2 separate regions of the Triticum aestivum genome follow, and region 2 is linked to region 1. A link is a contact called in public HiCAR-type data. All regions are on one chromosome and are shown on one strand. The core of a region is the stretch at or near the end of the contact, and the rest is flanking DNA. Distances in the headings are between cores, read along the strand shown.

Region 1 (4,592 bases), core at 1,734-4,233:
AGCAGCAGAGGCTGGCGTCCACCAACGGGGCGCCGGTGGTGGGCGGCACGAAGAACAGCGAGGGGCGCCACCTATGGTGGGGCGTCTCCGGCCGCATGCTCGAGGGCGTGCTGACGCACCTTGAGGGCGGCAACAACCCGCCGCTAGCGTACCCTCCCCCGGCGAGGGCGGCCGCCCCGGCCCAACGCCGACGCGCCGGGCAATGGATGCACAGGAGGTTCGGCTCCTCCTTGTCTTCCTCCTCGCACTCTTCTTCCCACTCCTCCGGCTCTCCGGCGCTGCTCGGCGTCAAGGCCGAGCCTGCGGCGGAGACGCCGCTCGGCCGGCGCACTCGCAGCCCCGGCATCGTTATCAACGAGGGCGGCCGGCGCGCCTCCTCGTCGGCTCCTCCGCGCTTCGTGCCGGTGAAAACGGAGCCGAGTCTCCCCGCCGTGAAGACGGAGCACGGCGACGTGGAGCTCAACGACGACGCGGCCCTGGAATGGGCGCGCACAGACTCCCTGAAGATGGTGAGGGAGCGCCAGTGCACCGCCCTTCGGCGGTTCGAGCAGCGCCGCCGGGGCCGCGACGAAGGAGGAGTCGTTGTCATCGAAGACAGCGACGATGACGACATGCCGCCGCCACCAGTCCACCATGGCGACGCCGGTCAGGGGTCCACTAGGGACGGCCGCGTCAAGGAGGAGAAGGCCGACGACGACGACGGCGGCGAGGATGGCGGCGACGACGGCGACTACTCGGCGTTCAGCGATTTCTTTTTTAGTTATATTTGCTATGTAGCGCGTCGCGAATATGTCTAATATATGCCAAAGTTTGCCGAAATTTAGTCGTGTTTAACCGAACTTCGCCGAACGTTTTTTTTTCTGAAAAAATTAGACGCATCTGGGGTGGCCCTGGGGCCGGCGACTGGGGACCAACTCGCCCCAGGCTTTTTTTTTGCGTCGGCTCGCCCCCAGGCGGCTATTTTAGGCGCGGGGGGGCAACGGCTGGAGATGCTCTTAACTTTCCGTTTCCAGGGAGCTCCGTACCATAGGTGGTATGATGAGTCGACGACGGCCGGCGGTCCTTGATTTGAGTCGCGTCACCGCGTCAGGTGGCCAAATACCATTGGAAATGTACCACCTCTAGTTGGACGTCCGTACGTATTTGCAAGCGGAGAGTGCTGCGACTGAAGACAAGGTGTGAACGGCGCGATACTGTGATAGATACGTGCGGGTTCATGCAGAGTACGGGCAGCGGTGCATTCTCGGAGCTGAGAAGCACGACCGCGTCACACACTTGCAGCCCATGCGGCCATGCCCCATGTGGGAAAGAAATGTGGGAGTACAAGTACTACAGTATATTATTTTATCGTTGCCGTTGATCGAACACTGGACCCTCTACTCTACGTTGGCCACGACAAAAACGTGGAATGGACCACGCGAAGAGACCTGCTTCGCCGGCCGTCCGATCCGCTACAGCCGCGCTAGGCTGGCCGTGATGCTCGGAGTCAACGATCGATCGGGGACAGGGAGCACGAGGCAGTCGACGTACGCGGTACGCTAATTCCGTTCTGTCCTCGCGCCGCAAGATCGATCAAGCCTGCTCCCTCCCGCACGTGGTGCCAGGCAGTAGCACAACGTTTTAGAAAATCCCGTCGAGTCTACTGATCGCACACTTTTTAGAAAATGAAATGCGGCGCAGCCAGGCAGTAGCACAACCGCACCGCATCTGCATGCATGGCATTTCTCGTCCCGAAGCAGGAGAAACCGGCCGGAAAGTGAAAGCAAACACGTCGCGTCGCGTCGCGTAGGCTGTAGGCTGATACGTAGATACGAATACGATACGCCCTAGTGGAGTGCGCACCAGCTCTGGCGACCGACCGGACCGGCAGGGCCGCCGCTCGGGGCGCACAGCGCGCCGCACCAGTGATGAAAGCGAAAAGCGGCGGAGGCAGAGAGAGGACCCGCGGTTTCGTGCGTGACGGGCCCGTGAGTCACTCACGCGGGCCGAAAACGTACAAGAGGAAAGTAGTGCTAGGTATATTCGTAAAACCCAAATACGTAGAGTACTCCAGGTCATACGTACGTACATATCCAAAAGAAAAGAGGTAATAGCACTGCAGGTCCCTGAACTTGTCATGGAGGTGATGGTTTGGTCCTCAAACTTGAAAAGGCTGATTATTTGGTCCTTGAACTTGTCATGGAAGTGCAAGTTTGGTCCTGGGTGAATCACAGCTCGCCAAGTGGAGCCAGCTGGGCTGGGCCGGTCAGCGCCGCGCATTTTGCAGTTTGCCCCCTGCCTTTAGCCCTAATCAACCCGCACTATCCACCTGCAGGCCATGTCGCCGCCGCCGCCGCCCATGCTGGCCTCACCGTGACCCGGTGGTCGTGCCGGAGGACATCCCCAGCTGGCCGTGCACGGCCGCCTTGTGCTGCTGCTGCTGCTGCTGGAGGGGCGAGATGGCCTGCTGCGCGTACATCATCGACGACCGCGCCGCCATCGGCGACTGCGGCGACATCATCTGCGCCGACTGCTGCGGCATGTACCGCGGCTCGGACTGCATCATCAGGTTGGACGGGTACTGCGCGCAACCACGCCAAAGCGATCAAGAGATTCATTCAGGCGTCCAACAACTCCAGAAAAACAAGAACCGCAACAAGGCCAGCCTCAACGAGAACTCACCTGAGACAGCGACGCTGTCTGCGGCGGCTGGCTGGCTGCGATGGCGGCGAGGTACATGAGGTTCTGCTGGAGCTTAGCTTGGTTCCTGCAGCACCGCAGCATTAAGTGCTAGGCAAAACAAGGCCCAGCGTGCCGGAGCTGTAGCCTGTTGGGCAAGGGCTTGATAGGATAGGCTGTTGGCAGTAGATCTTTTGTATCTGTGCATGCAACACCCTAATCTCCTGTCTGGCACCTAATTGATAATAGATGCTTGTGTTTTCATATGCTGTGCTCTACTGACTGATATGGGAAAACATCCAGAACATGGAGGTGTTGGCACCCAGCTGTGATGCAGTACTATGCAGCATTTGTGAGTGTCTCTAATCTCTGAAACGATGTTGCTAAGAACTACAGTCTTCCATGAATTATTAGGTGCAAATGCACATTTCCGTCAGTTGATGTTGAATCCATTGGCCCTGATCTTTGCTTCGTTTTTCCTATAAGTTGGCTGGACCGGAAGGGCCTAATGTACTGTTTCAGGACTGAATACCGAAAACTGCTGTACCGAAAGAAGTGAGCAATTCAGCTCCTACTGATGTATACGTATGGTTCAGACTTCAGAGGGGAGATAATATGCCCATCTTTTTGACAAGATAGGAAACACAGAATTCCACAAGGCATCAGAATATTTTTTAAAGATCTGAGGCCACATCAGAAACGCAACCAGATACCTAATACATTTTCATGCATTTCAGAGCCCACTGCACTGTTTCATGACAAAATACAAGAAACTGTTGTACCGAAAGAAGTGAGCAACTCAAATTCTACTGATGTATACGTATGGTTCAGAAGGAAGATAATATGATGATCTTTTCGACAAGATAGGTAACAAAGAATACCACAAGGCGTCAGAATATTTTTTAAAGAAAATCTCTTACATTTGCGATTTTGCTACTCGTGAGTCGTCTGAACAGTACTCCATCAATCTAAGTCTCTGAAGAAAGAATAGACTGGGATATAATTTTCGTATAGCTTATGTAGCTTTCTGTACGTCCATCAATCTAAGTCTCTGAAGAAAGAAGAGATACATTTCAGAGCTCACCAAGCATCTGTGGCCAGGCTAATATAATAACCAACGTGCTTAAAAAAACTGCCTCCTTGGATGATCACATGTTTTTTGTTTGCTTGGGTTTCAGTCTGAAATCTAGCATGACAATTCCAGAGCCTCGATCTCACATCCCAGTAAATAGCTGACACTTGTCTCTCGTCAGTGCTACGCGATAGAAACAAAAGATATGCATCTATTCTTACCTAGTCTTGGTTCCCAAGTGCAATCGAACTCTAACACGTTAACTATGGATTAGCACGGACCGATTAAGCTAATCAACTGTTTTTTAACAGCCAAGCTGGGCAATCTTGGAACGTCTCCTGTGCTTGATAAACTGTCACGGCCGACAGATCCTGTCAATAACCCTACAGTTGTATTCAGTAGTATTCAAGATATGCCTTGACTGAAATGTGTTACTAACATAAAAAAGTTCCTTGGGCGTTGGAACTGTGCAAGGCAAGGACAAGCGCACAGCCGTGAAGCCAACTTTAGGGACCTAGCAGTCAAATACCAATGGCACAAGCGAACCTACATTCCTACTACCCACATGAACTTGGACCAGATCATGAACTCGTTTCCTTTGATAGAAGATTGCATATGATGCACCTGCTAAGAAAAGGGGGGCAAGATTTAATGGCGGTTTGCCAGGCCAGATGCAGGGAACGCAGGCCTGGCATGGTTACTACTTTGCCAAAAATACTGGCGTGATCATGGGCGCCGCGGCACCGACCAAAACAAGCTGAAAATAGTAGGATTTTTGCGAGAAGGGAGGAAATGATAGAAGGGGACAAGAAAGACAGCAACAGTTTGAACTGAAGATGAAATCAGGCGTGAGGGACCATGG
Region 2 (4,287 bases), core at 1,377-3,876, 250 kb before region 1:
GTGTGGTTCCCAGCAGGAGCCGTCAGGCTTGAGAGTTCAGAGCCGTTGAGGTCACTGTCGGCCGGCCGCGGCGCTGGCGATAACATTTTCATCAGATAGAGATCAGCCCTAATTACTTTACAGTATACTCCAGATGGGCGCTGGTCTGCTGCCATCAGCAATTCGGCATGTTGCAGAAGCGCGTTTGGGTTTGGGGATTGATTTGAATTTTGTTTTAAAATCGGCGTAGGAACGACGCGAAGGAAGCAGGGGAATTGATCAATTTTGGAGGCGGAGAAAAACTTCGGTGCGGTCAAGTGCGGGTCACGTCCACTGGCATCAGCAGGAGACGTGACAGGGCTCCACTTTGAGCTATCCGTTCTGGAGAAGTATTTTTTTTCTCCTTTCACGTGAGTCCCGTTGCATCGATCTCTTTCACCACTGTTATCACTAAACCGTCTGATGAAACCCGCAATCAAGGCGGTGTTGGAGGAGACACAACTTTCGAACTTTCAGTTTCTACTACACCGGGAGCGCCATGCCGTACATACAATACGTTGATACGACATTGGTCCGCGGCCCTTGTTTACGACTCACGACAGGCAGGTGGAGTGTCCGGGATGTTGCCCCGGTCTGATTCGTTCAACGGTAAGGGCTTCATTTTTGGTGAGCCACCTTGAAGGTCCGCAAAGCTGCATATCAGTGATGTAGCCGCGTCGAGCTCGGGTGAGGAGGTGATTCGTCATTCTTTTCTTCGGTGGCTGTTGTGGTGGTGCCGGAGGCAGGTGACAGGCGTTGGTATCAAGCTCATAGATGTTCTGCTATCTTTTCGGTTTTGTCATGTCGGTCTTTACGTGACTTGTACTTTGTTCTTTATGATATGAATGAGATACGTATTACCATGAAAAAAAAAGTTGAGAAATACCGTTCGAAGTGTACCCCCTCCAGTAGGACGACGCCCGTACATGCAACCAGAGACATCTAGACGTTCGAAAAAGAAAAAGAAGCGGAGACATCTACTAGTAGTACGACTGAAGAAAAAGTGGGAGGGGTGTGATGCGTGCGCGGACATGCAGAGTACGGACATATTTTGGAAGCTGAGAGGCACCGGGACCGAGTCGCACCTGCACCCCAAGAAACCTGGAATGATGGATCGGGCGCATGAGGAGAGAGAGGACCACGCCAAGAAACCTGCTTCCTTCGCCCACCGATCCGCTACAGCCGCGCTAGGTTGTCTGAGATTATGTTTGTTGGAGTCAACGATCGATCGGGGACAAGGAGCACGAGGTACTCCAATGTCTGAGATGGCTGTAGTAGTAGTAGTAATTTCGTTCTGTCCTGGCGCCGCAAGATCGATCAAGGCATCAAGCCTTCCCTGCACGTGGTACGAGGATTTCGCGCCATCTCCCGATCCAATGCACGCACTGTACTCCTTCCTTCTTATTTTACGGGCATACCTATATGCTCGCAAGCTGCAAAGCATGACGCACGCACGGGCACGGAAGATCATAGCGCGCGCACGAAGAAGAGACGCAACCCAACCAAACGTCCCGTGCTTTCCGCTTCTCTTTCACCGTGCGTTTTGCGCGGCACACGGTTTTACGTGCATTGTGACCCTCAGCGCGGCCTAGCTAGCGAGCTACGACGGCGCACGTACGCGCGGCAAAACAGGAAAAACCGGCCGGAAAGTGAAAGCAAAACCCGTCGCGTAGGCTGCAGGCTGATACGAATACGATACGCACTAGTGGAGCGCGCACCAGCTGTGGCGGCTGACCGGACCGGCAGTGCCGCCGCTCGGGCCGCACAGCGCGCCGCACACCATCCGCAAAAGCGGAAAGCGGCAGCAGAGGCGAGAGAGAGAGAACCCGCGGTTTCGTGCGTGGCGGGCCCGTGAGTCAATCACGCGGACCCAGCGAAACGCACGGTAATTATAAGACACCAAAAAATACCATATATTTTACCTACTATACGTGGGAGTAGGTCGTATGATACGTACGTACGTACATATCCAGAAGAAAACAAGGTGCGGCGATGCGTTCGGTCCGCCGCCGCGTCAGCGCCCACGCGCCGACCCCGGCCGGCCCTGGTTTTTGTTTCCGTCACTCCCCTTCTTTCCTGGCTCCCTCGCGCTTCGTCCGTGGAGACTTTGCGGCCCGGTCCCTACCGAGGTGCTGTTTTACATGACGAGGCGGGTGGCTTTCTTTTTTGGGTGAGAGGCCAGGCGAATTTGTGGCTTGACAGTTTGACTACGAAATAAACTATAGCAAGATTCGCCAGGTTGGCTTGGATGCAAAATATATTTTCTGGCCACGGCCTTTTGGCTGACTTTGGAATAATGTTAACTAATGGTACTATGTGCAACATACAATTGGTAGTACAAGAAAACAAGATTTGCTTTGGCTCAAGACAAGAAATAAACAAAGGAGTCCTCCATCCGTCACCATGAGAAACTGAGAATCAAGGAGTCACAAGCTCACAAATAACAGAAAACCAAGGGAGCTAAATGCATGTGCATTTTAATTTAATTCGTTTCCAGATTCAACCATGTCCCTCCTAGGCTCCTATCCTACTGTCGTCCACGTTCGTTCGGCGCGTGGTCTATATATGCATCCTCTTTCCGCGTCCAGTCGTCACCAAACACCAAAACCATTCAACCGTATTTAGAAAACCGTGGATGGGATCAGGTCTCTCTCGCAACCACCGGAGCAGCGTCGCGCCTCAGCAGCAGCCGTCGTCGGCCCGCGTCATCGCCGCCGACGGCTCGCTCACGGAGTTCGCCACCTCCTCCCCTGTCAGCGTCTCCGACGTCCTCGCCGCAGGCAATGCAGGCGGCTCGTTCTTCCTGTGCAATTCCGACGCGCTCTACTTCGACGAGGACGTACCGGCGCTCGGCGGCGGCGAGCTGCTCCGTCCCGGCCAGATATACTTCGTGCTCCCCGCGGCGATGCTCGGGCGGCCCCTCTCGAGCGCCGACATGGCGGCCATGGCGGTGCAGGCCAGCGAGGCGCTGGCGGCGAGAGCGCGGCCGCGTGGACGAGGCGCCGGCATCAGGAAGGTGCGCGTTACGCCGGTGCACGCCGAGGGCGGGCGTGGCGACGTGGACGCCCAGGTCAACGCGAAGCTGAACGAGAGGACCCTCGGGGAGTACTCTGTGAAAGCCTCAGGTAATCAGGCGAAAATCGGCAAGAAAGCTGCCGTGACGGCATTTCCGCCGGCGAAGAAGGCGCTCAAGCAGCTCAGCACCATCGAAGAGGATGCCGAGTGACGAAATGCTCATAAGAACATCGCCAAGCGACGCCGAGTGATAAAAATGGAAGGAAATTACTACAAGACTTTTTATAGGATTTTTGGCGTCTTTTTTTTACTCCCTCCGTCCCATAATATAAGAACGTTTTTCAAATTAACCTAGCTTGAAAAATGTTCTTATATTATGGGACGTAGGGAGTATTAACCATTTCTTGGAACAACGATGTTGGTGAGGAAAATTCAAAAAGGTAGGAGTAGTATATGAGAATGTCGTCTGGTTCATTTGCCAGTGTACATGTATTTGATAACAAAAGGAAATTAAATGCGGTCCTGTATATATGATTTGTTCATACTTCTACTGTTCTTTTGAGGGACATATATCTACTTTTCTTAATTGTGCTAGGCTAATGGTCAAAGGTGGTGGTGAGTCTATCTCTCCTTTGTTGAAGGAGCAAACTACAATCTTAACATGTTAAGGTACATTACCGAGCTTGATGAGTTGAAGCGTCCAAGACCGGCAGTTCCCGCACCTCCCAGACCTATTCGGCAACACATATCATGGCAGCCACCTCGTGTGTGGCCAAAATAAACGTTGACGGCGGACTTGCGTAATGGGGAGTCAGATGCATCTGCAAAATATGTATGAATCATAAGGGTATTGTTCCTGAGATCCTCAGCTATAGTCTTCCCCAACATTAACAACTTGGCAAGCCTTGAGGCCCTTGCGTGCCGAGAAGCTCAAGCCTGGCTCACAATCTACTTCTACAGAAGGTTATTATTTCATGTGACTGGAAAACAATGGTATAAGGGCATCTCCAACACCGACCAGTAAACCTCCCGCAACTGTTCAGACCGTGGAAGTCATCCAAGGCTGTTGGGTATATAACCCCGAGGTATGACCCGCCTAGGAGGAGCCGGGTTATACCATTGGTGACTCAATATGAAGAAGGCCCAGATAGGTCCAAGAAGATGAACATGAAGACTGGCGGCGGCTTACAAGGTGGGCTTGTTGAAGGCCCAAGACCCGGCGGACATGACCATGACCCGGAAGGTGTGAGCCAC

What was found. HiCAR-type assays count read pairs that join an accessible place to other places.
Region 2: a contact with region 1 is called in a HiCAR-type map of leaf, with 6 times the contacts expected there. The contact joins the promoter of LOC123167374 here to the promoter of LOC123169725 in region 1. A contact is called at or near these places in 1 of 5 Hi-C or Micro-C datasets (leaf) and 1 of 1 datasets of contacts at active chromatin or transcription factors (leaf).

The regions. Positions count from the first base shown.
Region 1 is chr7D:507,137,311-507,141,902 of IWGSC CS RefSeq v2.1, reverse strand. LOC123169725 (GRF-interacting factor 1) reads right to left here and starts at 2,983. Exons shown (of 2, transcript XM_044587594.1): 1 at 2,662-2,983; 2 at 2,045-2,560. The coding sequence starts at 2,763. The coding sequence ends at 2,348.
Region 2 is chr7D:507,390,223-507,394,509 of IWGSC CS RefSeq v2.1, reverse strand. LOC123167374 reads left to right here and starts at 2,626. Exons shown (of 1, transcript XM_044585218.1): 1 at 2,626-3,575. The coding sequence starts at 2,654. The coding sequence ends at 3,244.